3 separate regions of the Mus musculus genome follow, and all the other regions are linked to region 2. The links are chromatin contacts, called in public Hi-C and promoter capture Hi-C maps. All regions are on one chromosome and are shown on one strand. The core of a region is the stretch at or near the end of the contact, and the rest is flanking DNA. Distances in the headings are between cores, read along the strand shown. Region 1 overlaps Me3 (malic enzyme 3, NADP(+)-dependent, mitochondrial). Region 2 holds the start of Me3 (malic enzyme 3, NADP(+)-dependent, mitochondrial). Region 3 has its middle 34 kb from the start of Prss23.

The links. Promoter capture Hi-C pulls out the DNA fragments that hold promoters and counts their contacts. Hi-C and Micro-C count contacts between places; a contact is called where the count stands out from the background.
Region 1: a contact with region 2 is called in a promoter capture Hi-C map of neural stem cells. The contact joins the enhancer-like site here to the promoter of Me3 in region 2. A contact is called at or near these places in 3 of 39 promoter capture datasets (embryonic stem cells, liver and neural stem cells), 2 of 484 Hi-C or Micro-C datasets (the HL-1 cell line and nephron progenitors), 4 of 115 datasets of contacts at active chromatin or transcription factors (craniofacial prominence, embryonic forebrain, embryonic midbrain and 1 more) and 3 of 9 other capture datasets (adipose tissue, liver and pancreatic islet).
Region 3: a Hi-C map of uterus shows a contact between it and region 2, with 3 times the contacts expected there. The contact joins the enhancer-like site here to the promoter of Me3 in region 2. A contact is called at or near these places in 3 of 39 promoter capture datasets (embryonic stem cells and trophoblast stem cells), 5 of 484 Hi-C or Micro-C datasets (the HL-1 cell line, the MC3T3-E1 cell line, nephron progenitors and 1 more), 4 of 115 datasets of contacts at active chromatin or transcription factors (embryonic stem cells, fibro-adipogenic progenitors, neural progenitor cells and 1 more) and 2 of 9 other capture datasets (adipose tissue and pancreatic islet).

The regions. Positions count from the first base shown.
Region 1 is chr7:89,794,499-89,797,836 of GRCm38.p6, forward strand. It overlaps Me3 (malic enzyme 3, NADP(+)-dependent, mitochondrial), which reads left to right. Exons shown (of 14, transcript NM_181407.4): 5 at 2,122-2,283. Among named protein-coding and RNA genes, the nearest start is that of Ccdc81, 110 kb to the right of the region's middle. Within about 2 kb of position 2,028, at least 20 of the 459 cell types and tissues checked have an H3K27ac peak or open chromatin away from gene starts, as enhancers often do. A contact at or near this core is called in neural stem cells, where this site is marked.
Region 2 is chr7:89,630,942-89,634,597 of GRCm38.p6, forward strand. It overlaps Me3 (malic enzyme 3, NADP(+)-dependent, mitochondrial), which reads left to right and starts at 1,877. Exons shown (of 14, transcript NM_181407.4): 1 at 1,877-2,152. The coding sequence starts at 1,970.
Region 3 is chr7:89,482,053-89,485,508 of GRCm38.p6, forward strand. No RefSeq gene overlaps it. Among named protein-coding and RNA genes, the nearest start is that of Prss23, 34 kb to the right of the region's middle. Within about 2 kb of position 1,984, at least 20 of the 459 cell types and tissues checked have an H3K27ac peak or open chromatin away from gene starts, as enhancers often do. A contact at or near this core is called in adipose tissue, fibro-adipogenic progenitors and uterus, where this site is marked.

The DNA.
Region 1 (3,338 bases), core at 778-3,277, 160 kb after region 2:
GCTTTGATCTTGATGGTAGAGAGTTGTAGAGTTTGGGCCTCCAGAGGAAGCATGAGGGTACTGGCTTTAGCTGAAATGCTGCCCAGAGGAGGGAAGAGGCAGGTACAGAGACTGGGTGCTGAGGCAGGGAGAGACTTGCCAAGAGCACAGGTTCTTTCTTCAAGTGAGATAGAGTGGCAGAGACACCTCTAAACCAGAAACCCAAAGCTTGACTAGGAGGGGTTCCACATTTTCCAAGATGACCTTGACAAGTCTTCTGGGCTTCTCAGATAACTAACATGGAACCATTAACCCAATAACTAAAATTCAGCTGACACAGGACAAGTGTATATAGAGCAGGAAGATTTTGAGTTTCCACTTGCTCACTTGTGTGTGGAATTATCAGCTTTAGCCATTCATGTGGCTGGACTGTGAGAGGAGGAGGGAGTATTGGATGTGGGTGGTAATCACTCACCACAAAAGTTGTTGAGCCATCTGAAAAGGAAATAGCATGATTTCCATGTGTCTGCTGCACTCTTCAAAGTTCACTTCCTGACATGGAGAAGTGTTTTTACAATCTTTGCACCTTTTTCTACAGAATGGCAGGAGTAGCTCATGTGTGTTTCACTCCTGGAGAAGTAAAAAAGTGGGAAGACATCTTTGTGTATTGAATCACAAGCTCTTCCAGGGCAAGAACAGGTCTTCAATCTCTTTATCCTGGCATTGTCTCTGCATAGACAAACTAAGCCTTTACAGCCCATTGGCACTACAGGGTCATGCAAGACATCTATAGCTCAGAGCTAGTCTTCATTCCTGGTCAAAAGCCAGATTTCAATAGATGAATCAGGTGCCTATAGGCTTAACTCTTACAGAGACAATGGGAGCCCATGATAGTGAGAGTGTTACAGTGACATAGAAACAACTTGACTGTGACAGCAAGGGATTGCCCCTGGCCTGATACTTCTGACCCTTCACTGATTTCTCCCTCACTCCCTATTCTCCCAGTCAAGGATTTACACCTCCTTCCTTTTCACACACATTTTACACGTGCCTTCACCTTCCTTCCTGTGAAAGGTATTTCATTCTACCTATACCCCACAGCTGCTTCCTGTCCAATGCCAGGTGGGTGTGTCCCTTCATCTATAAAACCTACGAGAGTGAGTCGCCTTACAGGAATATCTCCATCTCTCCTGCCCTGCACTGTCCTGTTGCTCTCAGGCTTCTGTCTGAAAGCTCTAACTGTTAACAAATATGCTCCCTCTCTCACTTGGGTCTACACATATTTAATTTTATAGGTAAGCAAACAAAAGCCCCTCCCCCGCCCCAGGATATGTCTTACTAGCAAACAGGTGCTTCATAAATATTTAACTGAAGAATGAGCATCCATCATGATCATATAGTCATATCTGTCATCACCATGAGCTCCATCAACACCTGTCTACTGATAAAGGCAAAATTCGTACCAGAACTGTGTCTAGTACATAATTAGCCCTCGGTGATTCTTTGACAAAAAGGAATCTCCATACAACCAAAGAATCTACCTGACTTCGTAAGAAACTGTGATTCTAGGAAATGTTGCAAGCTCTGTTCTTTACACATTGCCCTCAAAATCCTGTGGCTGTAGTGGCAACTTGACTTTCTTGTCTTTCCTTTTCTTCTTTTCTTAGATCTCCTCCTTCATGTCTCATGCCCCAAGTTTCAGTCTGAGATTGTTCAGTTTCTCAGAGAAGGAGGGGGGAGGGGAGAAAGGGAGGGAGGAGGGAAGAGAGGGAGGGAGGAGGGGAGAGAAGGAAGGAGAAGGGGAGAAAGGGAGGGAGGAGGGAAGAGAGGGAGGGAGGAGGGGAGAGAGGGGCTAGATGTGATTTCTCTCCAGCTGTTTCTGCAGCCCCCAACCCAATCTTCAGAATGCAAGGAACGCTGTCTTTCTGTCATTTGGCCTCTGTGAGGATTCTTGCCCAATTGCCAGAACGGACCAGCCACCTGCAGTTGATGAATCCTCTGGCCTTGTCCCAGACAAGCTGTTTTATTCCCAACAAAGTCAGCGGGTATCCCACTGTCAGGCCTGACTGCTGAGACTTTGAAATGAGCACTTTGTCATGGAGGTGGTGCTCCTGACTGAGGGTGCCCTGCTGTGTTTTTCAGGCTGTGGTGGTGACTGATGGAGAGCGCATACTGGGCTTGGGAGACCTGGGCTGCTACGGCATGGGCATCCCTGTGGGCAAGCTGGCCCTGTACACAGCATGTGGAGGGGTGAATCCACAGCAGTGCCTTCCTGTCCTGCTAGATGTTGGCACCAACAATGAGGTAACGGGCTGCCTGAGCCAGGAGCTCTTGGGCCAGATGAGGTTGGGGGATGGCACACTGGTAAAATAATTATATCCACATGGGCTGTTGATTTCGCAGCATCCTCTTGGTCCCCATTCTTCCCACGCAGTTGTAGAGGACTTAACTCTCCCAGTTGCTCAACTCTCCCATCCCCTTCTACTTCTGAGTTCCCTTTCTTTTTTATCTTCCTCTTCTGTGCCCAAGATACCCTAGACTTACTTCTTCCATTGCTTCCAGGACCCCATGCAATTTGCAGTCCTCCTTGGGGTTGCTCTCTGAGAGAGCAGGCAGTGAACAGACTAGTCTGTGTTCTGCATTCTCAGTGCAGGTTGCTTTAGTGTGTGACCCAAAATTTTTTTTTAAAAAATGATACCACAGCGAAAAGTCTGAGACAAGCTGGTGAGCATCCTGCAGATCAGGTGAGAGGAACTGAACCAAGCTCCAGGGAGATCATCCTACAGAATTCAAGGGCTTTCTCACTGAGGAAGTTCACCTGTCACTCAAGAGTTTGTGTGCTCTGGGTACTGCCCTGGCACATTGTTTTCTGCCTATAATTCTTGGCCTTGTGGCTGGCAGAAAAGAAGTGTCTTAAGAATTCCTTCTCTCTCTCTCTCTCTCTTTGTTTCAAAACTGTTTAACTCAAAAATTTGAAACTATTTTGTTCTGCTTTTCACAAAGGAAACAAAATATATCTTCATCCAATTGTCATGTTTGGAAAATTATAATCGTATTGTAATATACAAATTATACCAACAATGAGTTCCACTATGATATTTTCACATAGGTCTATAAAATACATTTCAAAGGAATTCCTTCCAAACAACATTTGTTTTGGAGTTTAAGATCAGTGTAGGTATGTCTTTCAAAAATTAAAATCATAGAATTATTAAAAGTAAAATATCAGTCATATGATCAGTGCTAATATATATCCATATGGGTATGTGTATATATATATATATATGCATATATATTTTGCATTTTAATATTTTTCCTTCCAGTCTTTTTTCCTCCAAACCCTTACAAAAACAAAATAT
Region 2 (3,656 bases), core at 627-3,126:
CATGGAATTCAGTCTGCGTTGGCCAGCTGACCAACTACTCCTGGGCGTGGGGCCTGCCCTAGAGTGTGACCCATATACCAAATATCACTCCATTGAAGAAAACTGACATGCCTTCACCCAGTACAGTTGAAATAAAGATCATTTCAGCTGATAACTGAAGAGAGAGGCTTCAGGAAGGCACTCATTCCCACCAGTCTTGAGGAGATGGACTCCTGAGGCCAGGCAGGAGGACCTTGACAGCAGGAGCATCCCTGCCTTGCAGTTGGGCCATGAGAACGGGATGGAGTCTGAGAGAAAGAACCACACCACCTGTCTGGTGGCCATTCTGAGAGCTCATAGCCCTGATGATCAGAGAAGCTACTCACCTTCCCTCACCAAACAGCTACTTTTTTATTTTTATTTATTTATTTATTATTGCACAAAGACATTTCAGGACCTGATAACAAAGGGATCTGCAGGCAAAGGCCCTAGCCCAGTGAAGCCAGTATCATAAGGGGGAGGCAGGCAATATACCACAATAGCAATGAACTAGTAGATGACTTGTTCATTTATACCTAGGGGAAAACCCTTTTCTTATGCATCCCCTGGGGATGGTCAGCACTGAAGGGAATGACTAGAATAATGGCTTCCAAGTTGACATATTAGGGGCAACCTCAGAGACGAGATGTGGCAGTTGTTTAGAAGATTGGAATATGATGTTCCCAGTAAAAGTGTTAGCAGAGGCAAAAGCCCTGAGATGGAGGTGAGTAAGACAGGGAAATGGGGAGAAGCAAGTCAGAGGAGACCTCAAGGACAGCACAAGGTGAAGTGGGATGAGATGAGAAGCTGGCAGGAGCCAGGCTGGGCTTAACCAAGGCCTCCTGACAACTTAGGAGTTATCCCATACACAGAGCGATGTATTTCCTTTAGAAGGAATCTCTTGAACACTAAGTGGAGGAAGTACACACTTAAATTCAGGGAGAAGTGGACATCAAGGTGTGAGTGACCTAACATCTATGGTCTATGGCTGGTTCCATGGGGTTCCTAGAAACTTACTTAGGAAGTGGGGAACGCAGATCAACAGAAGAGAACGTTCTACAAAGCAGGAAGTGTTCTGTACCTATATACATTCAAACATGGTCTCAACTGGTTTAAAAGAAGGCACTTACTGTGACTGGGATTTAAAATTGTATTTTATTTAGAAATTTTATTTACTGTAAAATGGATTTAAAATTGTATTTTATTTAGAGTATTACAGCTACATGTGGCTAATGGTTACTATACTGACAGCATTCTTGCCCAGGTCTTGCTCAAGAGGTGGGGGCATGCTGACCCTCAAGTGTTCTCCCCTAAGTGCCATTCAGACCTCTGGATAGAGAGTGCCAGGGTACAAAAGCACAAAAACCCTCATGTGGGAGGAAAATGAGCTTCATCCTGTCTTGTTATGAAGAGCCCCCGCGCATATCCTCAAGGAAAATCTGGTCCCGCAAGGAAAGGTTTGGAGACTGTTTTACTGAATGCATCAGTCCCGTGAGCTAGCACTGCCTGTGAGGTGCTGCCTTTGGCCAGAGAGTGACAGGGGACAGTAGCGCCTTGCCCCACCTGCTCGCAGTGGGACTGCATAGACTTCAGCTTCTCCAGTTAGGCAGGTAAGCGGAAGAAGGAGAAACCAAGGTTAACCACAGGTACTGAGGGTGCGGGGACTCCTTGGAGAGTATTCTCCCATATGGGGGCAGGGAGGCACGGGCTGTCATCCGCACGGGATCTGCTTTCTGGGCTTGCTTTCGCTTTGCTGGCTGAGGGGTGAGCATCGCAACCAAGCGAGGAGCAGGTGGCCTCGGACAAGGGGAGGAGGCTAGCGCCTTCCATCAGGAACCCCCAGCCTCTCCGAGAGCTCAGGTCCGGCGCCCTGCTGGCGCGCAGGACCTGGCTTGCCTAGAGGGCACCCCTGACCTTGGTCTCGCCCTGGTTCCAGGTCTGTGCCAGGGCTATGGGCGCCGCGCTGGGCACTGGCGCGCGGCTGACCTCCGTGCCTCGCATAGCCTGCAGCAGTCTTCGGCGCCAGGCACCTTCCGCGCCCGCCCAGGGCTGCCACTCCAAGTCTGGCCCGCCTCGACCCGTACCCCTGAAGAAGCGCGGATACGATGTCACCAGGAACCCCCATCTCAACAAGGTAATGGTCCGGGTAGGACGTTGGATCCCGTGGTTAGCAGGGAAAGACGCCCCGCCCCCTGGGCTTGGGACGAAACCTATGGCGTCCTTCCAGAGCCCTCTGGTTTTGCCTCCTGGATATTGCTCTGTTTGCTTTGGCCTTTTCGTCCCCCTCTTGACATGGAGAGATGTGATCAGTTTTACTGACCTTAATTTCCTCAGCAAAAACAATACAGACCCAGTGAGTATTCCCGATGGTCCCTCTGAGCTAGAGTCAGATTTCCAGCAGATCTTGAGGACAATTCATTTGACCTCCGTGAATTAAAGTATCTGTTAGAGATTTCTTAGGAATGTTGCAAGGTTTAAAAGGAAAAACAGGAAAACGGAGGCAGAGTTCTTAGCACAGACTCGGGCACCAATGAGATAATAAGTGTTAGCTAATGATATGGTGAATATCTGGGAAAACATGAGTCCGGAAGACAGAAAAGTCTAGAATTATAGAACTTTTAGTACTGGAAGAAGAATTAAAGATTTTAATTTAAACCAGTCCTGTAACAGAATGCAGAACAAAGGGGTCTTAGCCAAGGTGACCAAATGCAGATCTCTAATGCTTTGGCCGTGTTCAGCCCACTGCAGATACCTGCATATTAACCTAGGAGCACACCTCCTTCTTGTAGCAATCAAGTTTGTATCTTTGGTTCAGAGGATTGTGAGGAACAGAAACTGGAAGCCAAGACTCAAGCCAGTCCCCCACTCCCCACAATTCCTCGTGTTTAACTAGCAGGCTCAACGTTTTTCAGCCTAATAGTATGACCTCATTTGATTATTGTAAAAAGTTTCAAAACCACTGGATTTGAATTAATATTTAAGCTCTCATAAATGCTTGCTAAGCTATTACTGCAAATAAAATGTGAGAATAGTCCTCATGCAGGAAGTTCTCAAAAAATGTTAGTAGTTTCTCTGATTCAGGATGGTGAAATTCCAATGACACAACTTCTATGGAAAATGCTATGTTAAAGGGTGAGGCCAACTGTGCAGTGCTGTTTCCTACAGCATCAACTGAAACTAAGGAAAATGTCTGTGTGCTCAGATTCACTTGTCACACTGACCCCCTACTCTCCAAAGAGACCTTGAGTTCCCGGTACTCTGCTCCGGTACAAAGCATTTAAGGTATCCATGCCTGTTTGAATTGCTTCAGTAGTGCTAGAAGGTGAGAGCCTCTTTCAGCAAATAAAAAGCCCTTCACCAAAATCACATCCAGAGAAAGGGCTGCAGGTGAGGCTTGATGGAGAAGCAGAGGTGACTCCCTGACGGTGCAGTCTTGCTCTGGTTTCTAGTCTGGCTTTGTGATGCCACTTTATGTGAAGTCTGAGTAGACCACCTCACACACTGTAGGGGTTCTCTTCCCATACCCAAGTCAATCACCAATAACTTAAGCCAACTGGAGCCTGGAGCCTTCACCCAGAATTAAAGATAAGGTTTAAGGTAGGTTCATCCTCACCAATTGTCTTAGAATAGAAGAGACA
Region 3 (3,456 bases), core at 734-3,233, 150 kb before region 2:
ACAGATTCACAGAGATTTCTAATGCTTCTCCTTGTGATTTTTTCCCCTCCAAATTACATTGGTATATTGAACTTCCCCTTCTTCTTATACAGGAATAGCATGACATTCTGCCATTGCTTTTTAAAGTTAATATAATACATCCTAGAACTAGAGCCTTGCCAGCTTATGTAAAACTTCCATGGTTCTTTGACTTTAAACTATGCAATTTCTTCAGCTTCCAGGAATCTATTTCTTCAAGTCAGGAGAATCGCCCCGTGTCCTGCAGTTCTTCTATGCGGCACACTAGCCTGAGCAAGGGTCATATTTTAATAATGCCCGTAATGTACTATTTGGAATCATTTGCACATGTATAGTTTGCAGCTTTTTGTTTGTTTGTTTTCTGTCGTTTGTGATGAAAGGGCAAGTTTCGATGGAGTTAATCCAGTGTCATGAGGATGCACCCAGGAAGAAATCCTCTATACAGAACAGGATGAGTTAATTTTGCTTAGCAAATGGGGTTCTTCTTCTGAATGGACTCACACATCTCATAGAATACTGGGAAGAATTAATCAGCACTGGCTTTCTAAGGTTTTAATGTGGTCCATCCCTTCAAGTGCAGACTTAGCCCAGACTCCTAGCACCCCCTTTCCTTGCCCTCCTGCTGTGAAGCTAAACTGTCCCCCTTCCTTGATGTCTGCCTGGCTCTTCTGGCCAGCGTGTCTCTGTTAATCCTGTTTCTTGTCCTGCTTGGTTTGTGTGACCTGTTCAGATGTTTTGTTTACATGTAACGTGGATACATTTGTGTCGTACTTTTAAGCACCTTACATTTACTTACTCATTTCAATCTTATATCAGTGTTAGATAAAAGTATTATATCGAATATAAGACAGGGTCCTCAGGAAATACACACACACACACACACAACTTACAAGCATATGAAGATGAGCTCATGCGACCTCAGTTGCTGAAATAGCGTATAAAGGCTACTTATAAATGAGTAGTGTGGCTGTCTCATTAGAAAAAGCCTAGTGCTTCCAAACCGGGGGACCAGTGATGTACCTCCTGATTTAAGGCCTCAGGCTTAGAGTCTCCAGGGCTCTGAGGGCCACAAGTTCTTGAGTGTGAAGACAGAAGAAGCTGGAGCCTGAGGCCTGAGAGCAGTCACAAAAAGGTGGACTCTCACTGAAGACCAAGCAAGGCACCCACTCTCTTCTGCCTTCCTTTCCCCATCCCACTAGATAATAGAATGGTGCAGCTCACACTGAGATGGGTGTCCTATGCTCCACTGCCTGGCCTATATAACCAAATGTTCTGCAAACACAGACACACCCAGAAGCAAAGTTTCACCCTATCTGTAGGCATCCTGAACCTGGTGAGACACTTCAAATTAAACACCACTGTCTCATTTTATAGATGAGGAAATGGAGAGGCAGGGAGGTTGGCGATTTGCCTCTGACCACACAGATGCTAGAGCAACACTGACATTTGTTCAAGTGAGTTTTCCTCCAGCAGTCAAGCTGACCTTGGACAATAACTTAGGCTTACTTTTTACATGTCAAGTTTCACATCTCTTAAGTTAGGGATGATTTAACTTAGATGGAGGGGCTTAGAAAAGTGTTTAACAATGGTGTGCTTTTATGAAGACTGGCCATTGCAGCTGCACCATAGAATAAATCTTTTACTTAGGGATTTGTAATTTAGAATCTCCCTTCCCTAAATATGCATAGATGCCCCATTTGGGAAATTTGGACATTTATGTCCACATCTATCTAATTGTTTGGGACATAGTGGGTACATCATAAGTATTGGTTGACACACTGGGGGATATGTAGATGTGAGAGTTGAGTACTGCCACAGTGCTGGCAGCAGAGAGCCTCCTCTAAACTGACATCCTCGACACTCTGTGGGGGAAGGCAGAAGGCTCAGCCTCCCCAGCCCCAGCCCCAGAGAATAGGTGGGTGGAGGCTGTGCCCTCAGGCCTTTGACAAAGCACATATTTATTTTCACAGATCAAGGACCCGCCCAAAGCTCTTGTTTATCCATTGGCTTGAAAGTTATCTTGAGTACAGAGGAGTTCCAGCCGGCATTTGGAGTTTTTTTCTTTCTCTTGGAGCACAGTATCTCTGAACTCAGCTGACTGGCTTCAGTTCTAGGAAGTCTTCAAAACTACAGAATTCCTAGCTAGGGTGATCTTTTGTCAATGTTCTGGGTCCCTGCCATGATACTTGAAGGGTGATTCTCAAATACACATATGACTGCTTCCTTTCCACTAAAAACAAAGTCTGGCGGTACGAGCTGGAGTGAGAGAACTGGACTGAGATACTCTTCTGTCACCCACTTTCTGTATGAACTCGGGGGAGTGACTTAAGAGCACTGGTTGATTCCAGTTTCCTCATCTGCGTGGAGTAGTAGACACTGTGTCCCACCAAGATAGTGTTCAGTGTCAGTTGCCATGGGTTCTTTAGGCAGGACATGTTTTAACTATAAGTGCTGATGATGTTGAACCATTGCCTCCTTACAGAAGATGCTCCCTAGACCCACTCGGTCCTCTGCTCTCAGGAAAGTCCTGCTGCTGACAAATCCTCCCACTAGAGCCAAGTGACCTAATTTTACTGACCCAAAAGTCTAAATTTCTGGCTCTCACGTCTTAAACCCTGGAACACCTCCACACACTGAACTCATCAGTGTGTCAGATCATGACAGGAATGGGGACTTGCTGAGTATTTGTTCCTTCACAAATGTAGCTATGGAAAGCTCTGAAGGTAGGAGAATAAGAATGTGGGATCACCACCACAGCATGCACTGTGTCCCCAGCCTCCACCCAGAAGGAGTCTGGCTTTCTATATGGAGTATTATGATCACCATAGCAACAAGTCAGCCATTAATACTTCAGAATATGAATGTGTGTGTGTGTGTGTGTGTGTGTGTGTGTCTTGGGTCAAAAGTTTTGTGGGTGTTCTGGTGTCCTTATCTCTCCACTTGAGATCCTGACTAGCTAGTCAGGTGGCCTCTTCAGGTTCCATGTCCCCATTGTTAGGCATGTCAGCTAAGGTCACTTGCATTGACTCCTGAGAGCCTTTCATGTCCCAAGTCTCTGGGAGTTCTAGAGTCTCCACCACTCCCTAGCCCTGGCATCTGTAGATTCATTCTCCTGGCCTTCTGGCTCCCTCTCTCCTGTCTCACACCTGATCCTGACCACCCCATCCATTCCCCTCCCATTTCCTCTTGTACCCACTTCCCTGCTTTCCTCTGCTTCCTATGACTATTTTGTTCCCCCTTCTGAGTTGAGATTCAAGCATCCTCTCTTGGGCCTCTCTTCTTCTTTAACTTCTTTGGGTCTGTGAGGTATATCATGTATAGCCCGTACTTTATGACTAATATCCACTTGTTAGTGAGTACATAACATACATGTCCTTTTGCATCTGGGTTACTTCACCCAGGATGATACTTTTCTAATCCCATCCATTTGCCTACAAA